2 separate regions of the Mus musculus genome follow, and region 2 is linked to region 1. A link is a contact called in public HiChIP or PLAC-seq data. All regions are on one chromosome and are shown on one strand. The core of a region is the stretch at or near the end of the contact, and the rest is flanking DNA. Distances in the headings are between cores, read along the strand shown. Region 1 overlaps Plekha2 (pleckstrin homology domain-containing, family A (phosphoinositide binding specific) member 2). Region 2 has its middle 23 kb from the start of Tacc1.

Region 1 (6,174 bases), core at 2,752-5,251:
CTATATTAATGTAATTGGACAGGGAAAATCTTGGGACAGTCTTGACTGCAGTCAGTGGTGTCAATACTACAGTGAAATCGCAGTCTCTCAGGCTTTTGCAATGAGAGTGGACTGCTCCTAGAAGACCTGGAAGCCTTTAGCTCCACATGCCCGGCATCTCCAGGCCACAGAAACACTATGGAGACAAAGGCTTGTCTCTGCTCCCCAGCCGTGCTGCATCTGCCCAGAGTTGTTCATGGCCCCTCAGGCTCTTGCTCCTTACTCTCAGAGAGTGGTGGCTCCGTGTGGCTTTGCTTTGGGGAATGACAGAACTGATCTTTCTTAACACAATAGGGATTTCCTTCAATGAATTTTTAGAAGTCATGATAAAATTTAGGCAGTGCATAAATAATGCCAATCTGCATGCTCGTATACATTTACTTTTGCAGAACTTAGGGTAACCGTGAGGGTCCCATGCATACAGAACTTGGGGTGATCATGAGGGTCCCATGCATGCTCAGAAAATATTCCACCACTGAATCGCACTCTCAGCCTCTCAAAGGTGCTTTCTCAGCTTCATATTTCATGTATAAATTATGGCAATGGAGTCTTTTTTTTAAGGTCTGTTGCTGAGATTCAGGGCGCTTTTTAAATGGCTGTGTTAGCCCTGTTTCCTTATAAACAGGAAGCTGGACAAACTGAATTTATTTTGGAGATATAAATTAAATTTGGGTAACAGGCTAGAGTGTTCTCCCCAAATCTAAGACATTTATTTTTTTTAAATTTCTTTTAATAAAAAAAATTATTTTAGGTATATGGTATTTTGCCTGCATGTACCTGCATGTATCTGTGTACCGTGTGCACCTGGTGCCTGTGAAATTATAGAATGGCATCAGAGCCCCTGGAACTGGAGTTACAGACAGTTGTGAGCCACCATGTAGGCACTAGGAGTCAAACTGGGCCCTCTATAAGAGCAGCAAGTGCTCTTAACCCCTGGGCCATCTCTCCAGCTAAGAGATTTCTTAAGGGAGTCTTCTAGAATGGTAGACCACTTCTCTGTTAATCCTTAGGTAAATTTACCAACTTTTCTTATCCAAGATTTTGTTCTTTTCATTGCTTAGAGATGGCCCCGTATAGTGGGGGCTTCCACTGTTCTCCTGGAGGATCATGGTGTGAGTTTTGGAGCTGCAGGCTCAGGTTGTGGAAGCAGGTTCTCAATGGACTCCCAGGATAATAGATTCCCAGGGCTCGAGAGATGGCTCAGTGGTTAAGAGCACTGACTGCTCTTCCAAAGGTCCTGAGTTAAATTCCCAGCAACCATAGGGTGGCTCACAACTTTCTGTAATGGGATCTGATGCCCTCTTCTGGTGTGTCTGAAGACAGCTACAGTGTATTCATATACATAAAATAAACTAGGAAAGGGGATAACATTTGAAATGTAAATGAAGAAAATATCTAATAAAAAAATAAAAATAAATAAAAAGAATAGTTTTTAAAAAAAAATCTGAAAGTCTGAGATGATGTCAAATCTGCAATTTTCCGAATGTGGATGTGATGACAAGAAGAAAATTCTATGCCTGGCTTCAGCCGCATATGAAGCAGAGGATGGCCTTGTCAGACATCAATGGGAGGAAAGGCCCTTGGTCCTGTGAAGGCTCGATTCCCTAGTGTAGGGGAATGCCAGGACAGGGAAGCGGGAGTGGGTGGGTTGGTGAGCAGGAGGAGGGATGAGGGCATAGGGGGTTTTCGGAGGGGAAACCAGCAAAGGGGATAACATTTGAAATGTAAATAAAGAAAATATCTAGTAAAAAAAAAATGGAAAAAGAAAGAAAGAAAGAGAGAGAGAAAGAAAGAAAGAAAGAAAGGAAGGAAGGAAGGAAGAAAGAAAGAAAGAAAGAAAGAAAGAAAGAAAGAAAGAAAGAAAGAAAGAAAGAAAGAAAATTCTATGCCTAGCCCCTTGAGGTGTGTTACAGTCAGAACAGGAGGGGACAAAAATCATTGTCTAAAGTTACCGTCCGTCCTCCGGCAATCTGTACATGAAGCACAAATGGAATTCTGTGTTTAGACTCGGGTCCAATCCTCAGGACTTCTCATTTTTTTAATGTAAAATGTTTAAGAGCTTGGTTGTAATGACATGCATCTGCCATCACATCACCCAGGAAAAGGAACTCTCACTAGCAGAAAAGGAAAAGAAAAAACAAACCCCTGAAATCTCAAGCACTTTGGTTTAAATAAGGGCATCCCAGATCACAGCAGGGGACCCTGGGGGTCAGTTAAATGGTGGTGCATACCCATCCAACCCCTGTCCTAGAGTAACTCATCGGAAGAAGGTGAGGGCTACTGTTAGTGTCACTATGTTCCCCTAGATTTATCACTGGTGTCTTGTACATAGCAGGGTGACTTGCCTGAGACTACAATGGCACAGGTTAGACCAGAACACTGACCCTATCTCTTACAGCTGTTTGGGGGCCTCACACAGTGCACATCTTAAGAAAAAATCTTTGTCTTTCAGAACCTGGCCGTTGGGGCAGGAGCTGTCGGATCTCTGCAGCTGACCTACATCTCGAAGGTAATGTTGGTTTGGCACGCCGGGAAGCCATGCTCTCAGAGCAGGTTTAATGTCTAAGCATGAGGAAGCTCTACATCCTGGAGGTGTGAGCCTTTGGGAGCAGTCACAGCCGTGACCCTCCGTGTCTCTGTTTCTCAGGCTGCTGCTGTTTGGTGGTGGTAGTGGTGGTTAGCAGTGGAGAGGGTGGCCCACAGCCTCTTACTCTTTGGATCCGCCGGATAGTCGTCACTCCAGACCTGTGGGCACATTTGAGATACTCTCGACAGAGAAAAGGGTTACTTTGGGTCACTGTGTTTGAGATCTTAGTTGTGATTTTGGGGCAGCACATTATGTCAGAAGCAGTGGTGGGCAGCTTCTTGCCTCATGGCTAGGAGGCAAATTATAGAGGGACTGGATACCTATAATCTCTTCTAAGGGTATCACTAATCACTTAAGGACTTCCCACGTAGCCCCACCTCCTAAGAGTTCCAGCTGTTAACCACTGGCCTTTGGGAAGCATGTCACATCTGAAATAAAGTACCATGTAGGATGTGACCTCTTTTTTTTCCTTCCTTCCTTCCTTCCTTCCTTCCTTCCTTCCTTCCTTCTTTCTTTCTTTCTTTCTTTCTTCCTTCCTTCCTTCCTTCCTTCCTTCCTTCCTTCCTTCCTTCCTTTCTTTCTTTCTTTCTTTCTTTCTTTCTTTCTTTCTTGTGATTGGAACAAAAGGACAATGACCCTGATCCAGTAAAGGATTCTCTCGAAACGTACAGTTATGAGCAGCAGCTCAGAAATGCCTCAGGTCCCCTGGGATTTTACCAGTTCTCCAGACAGAAGCTTTGAGGATGGAGGGCTGAAAACACCACCCCCCAGTAGGCCCTAAGATATGGCCAGGACCACACCCAACATCTGGGTACCTCCTGGGGAGCATGGTAGGTCCCTGGCAGTCTGTGCCCTCACCTAGCATTCATGTAGGGGCAAGAGCAGCTCTTAGTCTTCTCTGAGACCTGGGGGAGTAGGGCCAGTCAACAACGCTCACAAAAAACTGCTGAATTCGGCTGCTTTTAGCAGTCCCTCCCCAGGGCAGCCTCTGCTGCTGCTGACCCATGATGCAGCCCTGATTTAAAAAAAAATAAATGAATAACTAAATAACGGGAAAAAGTGGCCAGGGGATTTAGCTCCTCTTCAGAAAGCAGGAGGGAAGCCAGGTGGCACCCAGCCAGATTCAAAGCCGCAGAAGTCCTGTCCCCCATGCCTGTCCTCATGAGGGCTGCTGCTTTCTTCCCTGGCTCCTCCCACCCAAGGGACTTTGAGGACCTAGAGGCTAGGGGTTGAGCTAAGTGGCTCCCATCTGGTAACAGATTTAAGATCTGAGAAGAGCTCCTACAGACGATGGGGGTCAAGAGAGGTGCTGAGAGGAGTGGCCATCTTTGGCTGGACGGGCAGGCTCATCCCATGCCTGCCAGCTGCAGCTGGACCTCAGCACCGAGGGAGAGAAGATGCTGGGCAGTGGTTGAGCTGATTAGAGGGGAGATAATGGCCTCAGGGGAAGGATGCTGCTGGTTAAAGCGCACAGCTGCAGGCAATTTGTGCATGCCCTTTGATAAGAAATGTGGGGGCCTCCCCAGGCCAGGGCAGCCCAGCCCAGCTTCTGCCCACCCCCCACCCCCCCAAGGGGCCCTTTCTTCTCATCTGCTGAGAGCTCATTAGGTCATTTCTCCAGAAGGAGAATTGGGGGGAGGGCAGGGGAAGGGGGGGAGGGAGTGGAGAGGGGGAAGGCAGGAGAGCAGAAAACCCTGTTGAAGATGAAAACTGAAACCGTCTCCTGTGTGATGGGTTGGGGAAGCATTTTTTTTTGGCGGGGGGGGGGGGGGGGAGGGAGCAGTGAATATAATCTCCTGCTGAATCATGGTTTATAAATGCAGCCCAGAGGAGGCTTTCAGTATCCTCTGCCTCTTTTAGAAAGGGTGACCTGACTTTTAGCCAGCCCTTCCTGAGACAGGTGAGCCCACACAGGTCTTTGAAAAACCCATAAATGGCCACTGGGTTAGGTCACCGATCGATGAGTACCTTACCTCCAGCTGACCCACTGCCAGAACAAACTAGGCCCTCTTCTGTCTGTCTGTCTGCCTGCCTGTCTGTCTGTCTGTCTCTCTTTTTTTTTGTCATCCTTAGGTCACTCCCAGGGTCAAGTGTTTGCACAGAGTGAGACAGATTGGCTTGTTCTGTCCCTGATCTCTGGAAGACTAGTGTATGGGGCTGGCATGTTAGGGGTGGGGTGGAGGGATGGAGGGGTGGGGGGGGTAAGGGGTGGGGTGGAGGGATGGAGGGGTGGGGGGGGGTAAGGGGTGGGGTGGAGGGATGGAGGGGTGGGGGGGGTAAGGGGTGGGGAGAGGTGTGTGGGGGGGTGCTGTCCTCCAGAGGGCCGACCCAAAGATGGAAGTATCTGTCTCCAGGACATAATGACAACAGAAGCAGTCTGGTTGGGCAAACTAGGAAATAACTGAACCTGGCCCATGGTGTTATCTTTTCATTGTCCTTCTGTCCCATCCCAGAGGTCTTCACACAGCCAGCCCCCAGCCCTACTGGATCTATTTTTTGAGGGCTTCTGATAGATAACAGGTCCTCCAAAAATACTGGCTATTAACTATTTGTGTGTTGTGGGCTGGGTGTGGACGGGTAGAGAGAGAGACTCCAAAACAGTGATTCTCAACCTGTGGGTCGGGACCCCTTGAGGTGTTGAGCGACCCTTTCACAGGGGTCACCTAAGACCATAGGCAAACACAGAGATTTCCACTATGGTTCATAACTGTAGCAAAATTACAATTAGGAAATAGCAAGAAAATAATTCTATGGTTGGGTAGCATGAGGAACTGTATTTGAGGGCCACAGTTGGACAGAACACAGGGTCCCCAATGAAGGTGATAGAGAAAGTACCCAAGGAGCTGAAGGGGTCTGCAGCCCCATAGGAGGAACAACAATATGAACCAACCAGTACCCCCAGAGCTCCCTGGGACTAAACCACCAACCAAAGAAAACACATGGTGGTGGGACTCATGGCCCTAGCTGCATATGTAGCAGAGGATAGCCTAGTCAGTCATCAATGGGAGGAGAGGCCCTTGGTCCTGTGAAGGTTCTGTGCCCCAGTATAGGGGAATGCCAGGTTAAGGAAGTGGGAGTGGGTGGATTGGTGAGCAGGGGGAGGGGAGAGGGGATAGGAGATTTTTAGAGAGGAAACTAGGAAAGGGGATAACATTTGAAATGTAAATAAAGAAAATTTCAAATAAAAAAAGCAAAGGAAAGGAAAGGAAAGAAGAGAAGAGAAGAGAAGAGAAGAGAAGAGAAGAGAAGAGAAGAGAAGAGAAAAGAAAAGAAGAGGCCACGGTGTTAGGAAGGCTGAGAGCTACTACTGCTCTGGAGAGCCCACTGAAGGGCACTGATAAATTTCCAGATAAATATGCTTACGTATGTACCAACTTGAAAGGCCTCTGATGATTGTGTGGGTGGCTTTCTTACTTTGTTGCGGGACAGTCTCCTCTGACACTGGGGCATGCTTTTGAGTTCTCCAAGACCTTCCTCTGCTTTTGTCCCGGGTGCTGAGAGGCCTCACTTCCGGCCAACGGCAGACAGGGTGTGGCTGGCCCTCACGG
Region 2 (6,174 bases), core at 1,531-4,030, 150 kb before region 1:
TTCTTTTTTTGGAGACAGAGTCTGACTATATACCTCTGACTGTTCTGGAACTCACTATGTAGACCAGGCTGACCTCAAACTCACAGAGATCTACCTGCTTCTGCTTCCCAAATACTGGGACTAAAGGATTGCAACTTTCTTTTGATCAGATTCAAGAATTTGTGTAAACTGGTCGTGATAGCACAGGCCTTTAATCTCAGTACCTGGGAAGCAGAAGCAGATGGATCTTGTGAATTTGAGGCCAGCCTGGTCGACACAGTAAAGTCCAAGCCAGACACGCACACGCACTCTCTCAGGGGTGGGGGTTTGGTGCTGGGGGGGGGGTTGGGGAAGGAGAGGGAGAGGGACCTTATGTCTCAAAAGAATAACAACAAAAAAGAATTTACGTAGCATACACCTGTCTCTTATACACATCTCAACCCTGCAACACACCATCACCAAAACGAATACATAATTTTTCCCCCTCAAGTTGTAGTACTTCACATGCAAAGCCATGTGTATGAGCCTCTGTCTCTGTAACAAAAAATGCTAGAGACAATCAATTTATAAAGATAAAAGGTCTATTCTCGGAGTTTTCGTGGTTCTAACCCATAGCTTTGGGCTGGTAGAAAGGCATCACAGCCTGGTACCAGCGTGTGGCGGAGAGGAAAAAACTGGGATTTACAAATCTCCTGAAGTAGTGTTACACACACACACACACACACACACACACACACACACCCCGACCTACACAGGAAAGCTTCCGGCACTTTCCAGGGGTGTCTTCTCGTTGGTCGAGCCTGTAGCCCACTGACCTTTTAGAAGATATTCAGCATCCAAACTTAGTACTAGAACCCAGTAACTGTCCAGTGTCCTGGAGCAATAACTCAGGGGAACCTAAGTCAAGTCCTAATTATCACGGGCCACATTTACAAATTGATACCCGAAATGGAAGCTTGTGTGTTCTCACGAGGACAAGATTAGAACTAGGAGATGTCCCCAAATTTTGGGAACATATAGCAGTAATAGGGAAGAGAGACAGAGTGAGCATGTCTGTGGTCTGTGAGACCAACCATGTGCTAACAGGGTGGATCCCTCATTCGGTCCCTATCACATTCTTACCTCTTGCCAGAGAAGGCGTTGTTCTTCAGTTCTGCCACCAGGGGGAGCCAACCACCGTCCCAGCCGCTCCACGCCCCCCCCCCCCCGCCTTTTTTTTTTTTTTTTTTTTTTCCATTTCTGGGAGTTGGAATCTTTCTGTGTGTCCTCATGACTTGTTCATTGGTATCCATCCACTGACTGAAGTGCAGTGTAAATGCCTGTTAGATGCAGAAGGGATTTGTAGCGGCAGTGTGTGTTTATAGAAATGCAGGTTTAAAGACAGTCCCTTAAAACTTGTATTGGTTGTGTGGCAGAACTTGTGGGTGCCTTCTGTGGTTTCTGTACAGCTTACGAAGGTCTTATTTGCAGAAGCAGGGAGACTGCTATGCCCCCCTTCGGAGGATAGCCATTCTCCACCAAGAGGGATGAATGGGTTCCCAGAGTCCCAGGTACCCTGTTTAACAAGGAGCTTAGGAATTCAAAGCCAGCATGAGCGCCATACTAAGACCCCGTTTAAAAGAAACGGGGGGGGGGGGGGGGAGGAAGGAGATTGGCTTTTTCATCTTCAGGGCTATAACACTATAACATCCACTTGACTGGCTCATCCAACATTTTTTAAATACATTTTTAGTTTCTCCTTATGTTTTTCTTTTGGCCTAGTTTATGGTTTATTTTGTTTTAACGGAAATGTTGTTTTCTTACCCTTTGTAAACTCTTTCCTTTGAGTCCAAACTCCTACACCAGAACTAGTGTGCTTGATGCTTGAGGAGTGTGGGGGTGAGTGTGGGGGTGAGTGTGTGAGTGAGTGTGTGGGTGGTTGGGTGGTGTGGGGGTGAGTGTGGGGGTGTGGGGGTGAGTGTGGGGGTGGTGTGGGGGTGAGTGTGTGGGTGTGTGGGAAAGTGTGTGGGTGAGTGTGTGGGTGGTACTTGGGGTTTGTGGGAGTGGCTTGTGTGTGACTTTGTGGGGACATTTATTTGTGTGGGAGATTGGAGTATGTATAGCTCTATGGCATATATATGTGTGTGTGTATATATATATATAAATATGTGTATGTGTATGTATGTCTATATATCTGTATAGGAGAGGTGTGTGTATGTGTGACTATATGCAATTGTGGTATGTATACATGAGACTATATGTGGATTGTGTGTAGTGAGTTTAATCTGTGATTCTATAGTATTATGTGAGGGGGAAGTGTGTGTGTGTGTGTCTGTGTGTGTGTGTGTGTCTGTGTGTACATGTCCTGTACTTCCAGCCGGACTTTCCAATAAACCTTCCAAAGAGCAGTAACAATTTGACACCTTGAGAGATCAGAAAACAGTGTCCCCACCCCCACCCCCCCCTCGGTCAAGCCGCAGAGCCCTGTTGTGGTTATCTTGTTTCTGTAAAAATACTCTAGGTGACAGTTTCCAAGCCACGACTTCTCAAGGACTTCACAATCAGGGAGGAATCTTTTGGAAGTTCCTCTCCAAGGGCGATAGCTTCACTGGTTTCTGAAGGTAGCAGCTGGGTAAGATTTTAGCTCTCCTTTCTCCCTCACCGCCTGCCCTGTTGCCACTACTGGATATGCCCGCCTTCCTTCCTCCCTCTCGGCGAGTGCGCCCCCTCCTCACCCGCCACCCCCACCCATGGAAGCTGAATCACGCTGCTTCCTTTTTTGGTCACAGCTGAGTTTCTTCCACCTTCAGAGCCCTGTGTTACATAAAATGAATCACTCCTTTGCACTCCGCTGTCAGCTTCAGAACGAATAAGCAGCTCCCTTGGGGTGCCCCGTCCACCCTGAACGCCACTTGATGGGAGATATTGAATGGTTGACTCTAAAGTGTGAGGGCAGGTGATAAAATGATCCTGAGTATCTTGCTTGGGGGGTGGGGGTAGGGGCACAGAAATCAGTATTTTAATGGGAGCAGAGGAAAAATTCCAGCAAAGAAGAAAGACTTAGGGAAAAAAATTTCAATTTGGTCCTTGTATGGGTAGGCAGGAGTGAATTCTGGGACCACAGAGGCAGCAGCATTTGGCCACACAGATGTACCAGGAGCTGTGGAATGAAGCTGAGGAATGGTTCACACCATCTGTGTACATATTTCTGGCGCCACCAAGCTGGGAAATGTTCCTACCAGGGCTTATCATAGACGTTTAACCCAGCATCTCCAATAGAGGGATGAAATACATTTAGAGACCAGGGACTAATGAAAATGCCCAATTTGTTTATCGCTAACACACTGCAGAGTCAGGTTTCTGCGTATGAAACCCCCAAACTTAGCTCCTTGCCTGGGATTCCTGCTGGGTACCCTGCTTCCATCTCAGAGGGCTTTTTCTCCTGGGAGGGTGTGGGTGGGCAGCCTTGAGCACATCTTCCACCCTGGGGATGCTGACTTAGGTCTGGAATCCTGCCCTGGGTTTGATCTACTAAACAGGTTCTGGTAAACACAGTTGAAATGTTAAAAGGCTGTCAAGGCACGGCAGTTGGGTTAGATGTGGGTCCCACATGCTCGATGGGTCTAATATGGTTTGGGGGCAGGAGAAAAGAGGGATAGGGGTGGGAGAGAATTTTGAGTCAGCTGTGAGTCACATTCACACCCTGGAAAGCTGGAGTTGGACCCAGCACAGGAAAGCATAAGTTCCAAATTGAAATGTGGATTGTGGGTGGAGAAAATGGTGTTCAAGAAGACAAAAATCAGAGAAACCTCTCATAGCCACGATCAGTCTGCTGAGCCTCTGGGGTGTGCCATGCTCTGGGCTTGAGAGTTTTACTGAGAGGGAAGCAGCCAGTGGTGTGCAGTCCGTAGACAGGCGGGGCACAAAGCAATGCACTTGGCGTGGTGAAAGCTTCTGTCTCTAGTGTGCAAGCTGAAGACAAATGCCCTGCCGAGAGAGCTCAGCTGTACAGATGGCGCTGGGACAGTGACAACCACGTGCAAAGGAAAGAAAGCGCATCTACAGCTCTCATCCCAAACAAAGATAAACTCAAGATGTGCCACGAGCCTTCAAGGCTAAACGACCTGAGGAAGACATAGTCTTCAAACTCTTCAGGATCAAGGCCTACGCAAGGACTTTCCAAAAAGAAGACCCCAGCCCCACAGGAAATGATCCCTAGACTCTAAGTTGTCTAAGTGAGGGTTTTACTGCTATGAGCAGACACCGTGATCAAGGCAACTCTTCTAAGGACAATATTTAATTAGAGCTGGCTTACAGGTTCAGAGGGTCAGTCTATTACCATCAAGGTGGGAACATGGAAGCATCCAGGCAGGCATGGTGCAGGAGGAGCTGAGAGTTCTACATCTTCATCTGAAGGCTAGCAGAATACTAGCTTCCAGGCAGCTAGGATGAGGGTCTTAAAGCCACAGTGACACACCTAATCCAACAAGGCTACACCTACTCCAACAGGGCCACACCCTCTAATAGTGCCACTCCCTAGGCCGAGCATATTCAAATGATCACACTTGTAGACAAAAAAATAAAAAAAGGAATCATAGAACTGATTAAAGATTGGGGGGTGGGGAGCGTATCTTTGCTAGTTATAGGTCAGATAGGAGATTAATATATAAAATCTATAAAGAACCTCCCAATTAAATACAACCCCCAAATCATCCAATAAATAGCCAGTAAATAGCCAATGGGATGAAGGCAGTTCTCAAAGGAAGAAATAAAAATGACCAATAAATATTTGAAAAACTGTTCAACATCCTTAGCTTTCAGGGAGCCGCAAGCTAAACTATATTGAGATTCCATCTCATTAAAATCCGAATGGAAGCTGGAGAGATGGCTCAGCAGTTAAGAGCACTCACTGGCTGCTCTTTTTAGAGGATCCAGGCTTAATTCCCAGCAACCGCATGTGCAGCTCACAACTGTCTGTAACACCAGTTCCAGGGGATCTGAGTCCCCCATGCTGATACATATAAAATAAAGTTAAATTTAAAAATTAAATAAGTAAATAAAGTCAGAATGGAAATCAGTCGATCCTCAAGAAGAGGAAATGTCCCTTTAAAATCTACGGCTCCTGGGCACACACTCGAAGGAGAATAAGTCAGCACACCACAGAGATGCTTGCATGCTTATTTGTTGTTGTATTATTCACAGTGGCCAAGGCATGGACACAGCCTGTCCATCCACGGAATGGTGAGGCTTCAGTAGGTATCTGTGCACAGTGGAAGTTTCTCCAGCTGTAAGTGATATCTGTAAGCCGATATCTGTGGGAAAGTAGGTATTATTATGTTAAGTGAAATGAGCTAGACGCAAACCGAAGACAAGTATTACCTTCTCTGACATATGGAATCTTGACCTAGATATGTATATTTGTGTATATATATTCATATATGAAAGCAAAAGCTAGGCATAGTGGTTCCTAGCACTCAAGAGACAGAGGCAGGAGGATTGTTGCAAGCTCTATGCCAGCCAGGTTTCCCTAATGAGACACTGTCTCAAAACAAGAAGGAGTGGGAAGTAGAGAGGAAGCCATGCTCAGAGAGGAGTGGGGAGAAAAGAAGCTGATGGGAGGCAGGTGTCATGGAGCAGAAGGGAACGTTGTTCAGTGCGGAAAGAGGATCAGGAAGAGGAGGAGTGCTGGGGTGTAGACAAGAGTGGAATATAATGTATGAAAATGGCATGGTGAGGGCCAGAGAGATGGCTCAGTGGCTAAGAGTTCTCACTGATCTTCCAGAGGACCTGAGTTCAATTCCCAGGAACCACATGGTGGCTCACAACCATCTATAAGGAGATCTGGCGCCCTCTTCTGGCCTGCAGGCAGATATACAGTCAGAACACTACATAATAAATCTTAAAAGGGGGGAAGAGAAAAGAAAAAGACACGGTGAAAGCCATTTCTTTGTACAACAAAAGGGAGATGTGAAAAATAGTTAAAATAGAAAAGAGTATCACTTTGCAGTTAGCTAGAGAAAATATGGAGAACTCATTTTCAAATGGAAGCATTTGTTTTAACCAGTAGATCCAAACTATACCCCAAAAGAGCCAAAAGATAGGGATATATGGAGGTGTATGTGTGTGTGTGTGTTTGAGAGAGAGAGAGTGCGCGCAATATTATTGAGAAAAGTGAAACTAAGCTATTTCTGAATGAACATCACTCTTTCTTTAATT

The links. HiChIP or PLAC-seq counts read pairs in DNA pulled down with a chosen protein or histone mark.
Region 2: a contact with region 1 is called in an H3K4me3 HiChIP or PLAC-seq map of bone marrow-derived macrophages, with 4 times the contacts expected there. The contact joins two enhancer-like sites. A contact is called at or near these places in 1 of 484 Hi-C or Micro-C datasets (the G1E-ER4 cell line) and 3 of 115 datasets of contacts at active chromatin or transcription factors (bone marrow-derived macrophages, embryonic stem cells and stem cell-derived neural progenitor cells).

What each region holds. Positions count from the first base shown.
Region 1 is chr8:25,068,373-25,074,546 of GRCm38.p6, reverse strand. It overlaps Plekha2 (pleckstrin homology domain-containing, family A (phosphoinositide binding specific) member 2), which reads left to right. Exons shown (of 12, transcript NM_031257.3): 3 at 2,492-2,548. Among named protein-coding and RNA genes, the nearest start is that of Plekha2, 30 kb to the left of the region's middle. Within about 2 kb of position 4,001, at least 147 of the 459 cell types and tissues checked have an H3K27ac peak or open chromatin away from gene starts, as enhancers often do. A contact at or near this core is called in the G1E-ER4 cell line and bone marrow-derived macrophages, where this site is marked.
Region 2 is chr8:25,221,582-25,227,755 of GRCm38.p6, reverse strand. It overlaps a transcript of Tacc1 not described here. Among named protein-coding and RNA genes, the nearest start is that of Tacc1, 23 kb to the right of the region's middle. Within about 2 kb of position 2,780, at least 71 of the 459 cell types and tissues checked have an H3K27ac peak or open chromatin away from gene starts, as enhancers often do. A contact at or near this core is called in the G1E-ER4 cell line and bone marrow-derived macrophages, where this site is marked.